Linked DNA regions of Muntiacus reevesi: region 1 is linked to region 2. The links are chromatin contacts, called in public Hi-C maps. All regions are on one chromosome and are shown on one strand. The core of a region is the stretch at or near the end of the contact, and the rest is flanking DNA. Distances in the headings are between cores, read along the strand shown.

Evidence for each region. A called contact is a pair of places that touch in the nucleus more often than the background predicts.
Region 1: a contact with region 2 is called in a Hi-C map of muscle, with 6 times the contacts expected there. The contact joins the promoter of RNF7 here to the promoter of XRN1 in region 2. A contact is called at or near these places in 2 of 3 Hi-C or Micro-C datasets (blood and muscle).

The regions. Positions count from the first base shown.
Region 1 is chr8:7,513,845-7,516,738 of mMunRee1.1, forward strand. It overlaps RNF7 (ring finger protein 7), which reads right to left and starts at 1,296. Exons shown (of 3, transcript XM_065942934.1): 1 at 390-1,296. The coding sequence starts at 557.
Region 2 is chr8:6,882,590-6,885,504 of mMunRee1.1, forward strand. It overlaps XRN1 (5'-3' exoribonuclease 1), which reads left to right and starts at 1,630. Exons shown (of 43, transcript XM_065942915.1): 1 at 1,630-2,255. The coding sequence starts at 2,181. ATR (ATR serine/threonine kinase) reads left to right here. Exons shown (of 46, transcript XM_065942910.1): 46 at 548-1,242. The coding sequence ends at 721.

The DNA of each region.
Region 1 (2,894 bases), core at 46-2,545, 630 kb after region 2:
GGCAAAGGGTGCCGTCGCTGGCCACACAAACCGAAGTGGTTCCTCCCAGCTCCCATTAAATCACCTACTTTTATTGTGATCACACCGATCACTACTGGAAATGACCTTGTTCAATTGTCCTTCCGGCCACCCCCTTTTCTCCCAGAATACCCGTCCCCGGCACAGGTCGTCTGCTGAACGACCCCTCGGCCCCTGGCAGCGGCCGCAGCCCTCGGATCACCAGCAGCTCGGGCGTGGCCCGCGGTCTCCCGGCGCCAGGGCAGGGCGATCCCGCCCCCACTCCTCCAGGAACGGTCTCTCGGAGGCTTGGTCCTTCCCCCCACGCCCGGAGCCCGGCCTGCGGAGGCCGCAGCACAGCCGGGGCCTCGCGTGCTGCGCTTACCCATCACCTGGACCCTGCAGATGGCGCACGTATCGCACTCCACGTCCCAGCTCCACATGGCCACAGCGTTCCACTTCTTGAGAGAGAACATTTTGTCGCCGCCCGACTTGGATCCTGAGCTCCCCGAGTGAGACGACAGGGCGCAGGGTTCCTCACCGTCTTCCACGTCGGCCATAGCGGCGGCGCGGGGCCGGCGGCGGAGACGTTGGGTCGTGGGAGGTGGGCGGCTATGGCGGCTCCGTGGGGCCGCCCGACGGGCCACAGCGCCGCCCGCAGGCCGCGGGCCGCCGCGGGGGTCTAGGACGGGGCGGCGCCCGCGATTGGCTGGCGCGGCCCAGTGACGTCACCACACGCCGGCACCAGCGGCTTCCCGGAGTCCTGGTTCCCGGTACTCACGTCCCCAACGCCCGGCCAGCTCAGCGGGCTGAGAGACCCCGGGCCGACCCTGCGCGGTGGAGGGTTCCACTGCGCAGGAAACACGTGTCCTGTTTTATGTCTTCATGACACCGCTTTTAGAAGCTGTCTTGTTGATATGTTCGTTTGCCGTCCTTCTCAAATGTAAACGCCCTGGGAGCGGGGCCTATTTCTTGATCATCGCCTTCGTTAAGAACTGCAGCCTCGGGAGGAACAGTTATTTGTTGAGTGAATGAATGACGAGCTAGGAATCTGGTTCAACGGTTCTCAAATTTTTTGGTCTCGGGACCCCTTTACACTTAAAAATTACTTAAGGACATTTAAGAACTTTTGTTTGTGTAGGATGGATGTGTACATATACACGCTTATACATATGTATTTCCTTTTTAAGAAAACGGGAAAAAATATATTAATTCATTTCAAAACAGTAAGAAATCCATTACAAGTTATCCTTAGAATACCTATATTGGACACTCACAAGAGAGAATGAAGAGAAATAGCTATGACGGCTGTGCTGTGCTCAGCCGTGTCCGACTCTGCAGATACCATGGACTGTAGCCCGCCAGGCTTCTCTGTCAATAGGATTCTCCAGGCAAGAATACTGGAGTGGTGTAGCCATTCCCTTCTCCAGGAGATCTTCCCAACCCAGGAATCGAACCGGGGATTCCTGCATTGCAGGCGGACTGTTTACCAGCTGAGCTACCGGGGAAGCTCATAGCTATGAATACTGGTATGTAAATAGTTTTGACCTTGTTGGTCCCCTGAAAGGATTCCAGGAACCCTGGAGACCACACTCTAAGAAACTTAAAGGTAGTTTAATTTTTTATATGTAGGAATAATGAAGTCCCCAAATGTAATTTATAGTAATTCTGCTATATTTGTAAAAATATTATAAATAATATTATAATAAATTAATTAAAACAAATAATTATTAATATTTAATAATATTAAATTAATTAAAATTATTATAAAAATTATAAAAAGTAATTTATAGTAATTTAGAAAAGTAATTCTGCTATTCTGAGAAGGTGACAGTGGAAACCAGGGTTCTTCTATTGCTAGCCCAGGGTCATGTTATGTTTTCTCAAGCAAAGCAGGTAACATCTCCATTTAAAAGATACCAAACCTGAGGCACAGAGACCGGAAGATGCTTGGTCACCACTCCCACCTAGTGGTGGACACCTGCTGTGTCAGGATTAGGACTCAGAGCTTCCCACCTCTATTGGGACTCATCATTCCTTCATTTCCTGGTGTCAGGCCTTGTGCCCCTGGGTCTAGGCTAGCCAAACTCCAGAAATCTGGCAGAGGAGACAAGGATGCATTAAACGTGTAAGAATACAGTTATGGACACAGGGACACGTTTGGCCAGATGGTATAATATGTGCTGTTTGTTGAGTGGTGCATTAAGTGCTCTAATAGACAGAAACGTTCCTCAAGACAGATGGAGTGAGGGCAAACCTCATAGAAGAGGTAAAGTTTGAACTGGGGGGGGGGGGGGGGGAGATGGGAGGCCTTGGAGTCCAGGAAGTAAATGGAGAAAGCAAACGGACAGAGCAGTAGTGGTGGTAGCAGGTATAAATCTGACCGCAGTAACTTCACAAGCCAGACAAAAATGTCTGTAAACAAACCCAGATGAACCATCCAGAACATGTTTCATTCACATTAAGCTATTGCATATGTGACTGTAAATGACTATAAATGCTAGATAATTAATTTTTAAAAAAAGAAGACTGGAACCCGAAGAGGATAAAAATGCCCCACTTGGTGTGAACTGGGCAGTTTGAAAGAGAAAAAGACGGACCTTAGATGAAAGGCCAGAGGATAATTAAGAAGGAGTGGTACCTGTTGGTGTTGAGTCTGAACCTCACCTCCCTGCCCCTGGATTATTGTGTCCTGGCTTCCTTCCTATCTCTGCTCCCCACTCTAGCATTCAATCTAAAATGCCTGTTTAATTTTCCTATACTCCTTTTCCACCCAGCACTCTGCTGCTCAAAATGTTCCACGGCTCCTCTTTATCATTACAGCAAAATCTAAGTGTGCCAGTTGGTCCTTTAAATCCTGCCACAATATAGCACCAATCCACTTTTCCAGTGTCATT
Region 2 (2,915 bases), core at 380-2,879:
GACTCAAATTTTCCAGATAGTTATTTTAAATAAGTTAGAATGGGTTGAGAATTGTTATTCTAATAACATCATTCTCACTTGCATTCTGATATGCTGTTCTGATTGAGAGAAATGTGTAGGATTCCAGATGCTCATGTAGAACTCCCATTTGCATATACTAATGGAAAATATTAGGCATCAGAGTATTATTGCTATTCCTAGAATATTAATATTCAAATGTTTATGTCCTAAACACTTTTTAGGGTAGGTTTTTTATATTATTGTTCTAGACTTCTAATGTGGAAGAGATTATTGATATTTCACTTAGTCCTGAAAAACATCCATGCAGTTGATATTAGGTCAACATTGCAAGTTTTAAGATCAGTAGCTCGAGTTATCATATTTGTTTCTTCTCTCTTTTGTCTTATTTGCTCTTATAAAAGCAGTAAAGGTCAGTAAAATGGCATTAATATTTGTTAAATAACAGAAAGTCAGTAATTCCAGTTTATAAACATATATCCACATGTCATTGGGTCCTTCGTTCTTATGATCTTCCATTTCCTTTTAGGCCAAGACTCATGTTCTTGACATCGAGCAGCGACTGCAAGGTGTAATCAAGACCCGAAATAGAGTGACAGGGCTGCCATTATCTATCGAAGGACACGTGCATTACCTTATACAAGAAGCTACTGATGAAAATTTGCTATGCCAGATGTACCTCGGTTGGACCCCATATATGTAAAATGGAATTACTTTAAAGAATATGTTAATAATCTAAATTTAATGCATTTGGTGTGTTAATCTGTGGTTGTATCTATTCAATTCCAAAGTACAACATATGTTTATATTCTCAGAGTAACTGATATTTCTCCCTGATTGTTAATAATATTTAAAATAATATATGTTGTTACAAAATAAACTGTTTTCTTAATATATACTGTGTATTATAACTGGAGAAATGGAATATTGTATGTTTTTATGCTCTAAAAAGATATTTGCAAAAAACAAGCCAGCCTAATTTCATTTCACAATTTTCACTGATTATAAGTGCTAGCGTAAGGATTCATTTGAACAAAAAATTACATTGAATAAATACTCTTTATGTTAACACTGTGCTATATTTGTGCACAGAGCTAGCTAACAATACTTGCCCTGCCCTCTGGGAATTGCCTAGTAAGAGAGATGTAAACATAAATAGCACATTATTAAGTTCACTTAGTAAAACTCCTTTTTATTTTTTGGTATGGTCTAAAATATGATAGGGAGAGAAAAGTTAGTCAATTAGCATGAATATGAAAACAATCTGTAATTTTAAAGATACTACCGTACTAAAAGTGCACCAGAATGCAGAATCCTATAGTTTGGGGGAAAAGCAGTACTTAACATTTCACAGGTTTTAAAATCTAAGCAATTTTAATAATAAATTTGGGGGTATGTTTTATTACAGAAGATGTAAAATAACTCATGGTAATTACAAAGCAATGAGATTATACAGAAATAAATGGAAAACTTTTCATAACAGGTAATTTCACTTAAGTTCACCTTACAAAATTCTGCCTTTTGTATAGTTTAAGTGTGACGGGGGTAACCCAAGAGGTATAAATGTCAAAACTAAACATACACTTTCCTATTCAAGGAAAGTATAATGGAAAGAGTTGTAGAGTAAGCTGGATGGAGGGGTATTAGGAAATTATTTTAAGCAAGTAATTTGAAAAAAGAAAGTTTTGAAAAGAAACTGTTGTAATCTCGAAAAATTTCCGCTCACAAAGTAAACCAAATAAATCATCGGACCTTTACAAATGCATGTTGAAAACCACTGAGATTTGTAAGAGACGGAAAGAGCCAGGATTCTTACAGTCGTCTCATGGGATTTCCACACCATTTCCAAATCCACTGATAGCGCACGGCTCCATCAACGGACAGTCTCATGACTGAATTTCGCACGCGTATTCAAACGCGCTTTGGGTTTCAGCCGAGTAACCCACCAGGAAGCTCTGCGTCGAGCCTTTCGGCCGGGACTAGAGCCCCGCCCCGGGGATGCGGCCTCGGAGCCGGCCGCTCTAGGCCCGGCGGCCGCTCTCTATGGTCAGGCGGGCGGTGTGTTGTCATCCGCGGAGCGACGGCCGGAGGCGGCTGCGTAGGCCCCGGCGGGGCGTTTGGTTTCGGTTTGGCCCTGCCTGGAGTTAATATTGACGGCCGAAATGGGAGTCCCCAAGTTTTACCGATGGATCTCGGAGCGATATCCCTGCCTCAGCGAAGTGGTGAAGGAGCATCAGGTGGGTGAGCACGGGGTCAGCGGCTGAGAAGGCGGAGGACCCGGGGCTCGGCGGCCCTCTCTCCGCCCTGGGACCTGGGATCCCAGCCGCCTCCTGCTGCTCGTCGTCAGCTGGCTGAGCGCCGAAGGGAGGGGAGCAGGACATTTAAGGACACCCTGGTGATCTGAGTGGGAGCGAACGCGCAGGTCGCCCTCCTGTGGGCAGAGCCGCGGGGATGCGACGGTTCTGACAGCTCCTGCCGGGGCAGGGCCTGCGTGACTCCGACATCAAGTCCGGGGGAGCGACGCTCTCCGGAGTGCTTCGCCTTCCTTCCCAGGAAGTTGCAGGTTTCGTTTTTCTTTCTGGACGTTTCGAAGAGGAGTGGGTGTTCTCTTAGGGCCTCCCCCGGGTCCCCACCAGAGCCAGCAGACCAACCTACGAAAATTACTAACGGCCTCAGCCGTTGAATACCCCTGTTTACTTTTCCTTATCTCGAGCTGCATCCCGCCCTACCCCCAACGCCTAGACTTTCTGACGTGGCTGATGGTTCATATTTATGATGCCTTTCGGTACATTTTTTCTATTACCCCAAGAACCGTACCAACCCCCCGTTCCGAAAGAAATAAAAATACATTTGGACGGGACCAGGGCACTTATTTGAAGGCTTCATTGTGCGTGTAT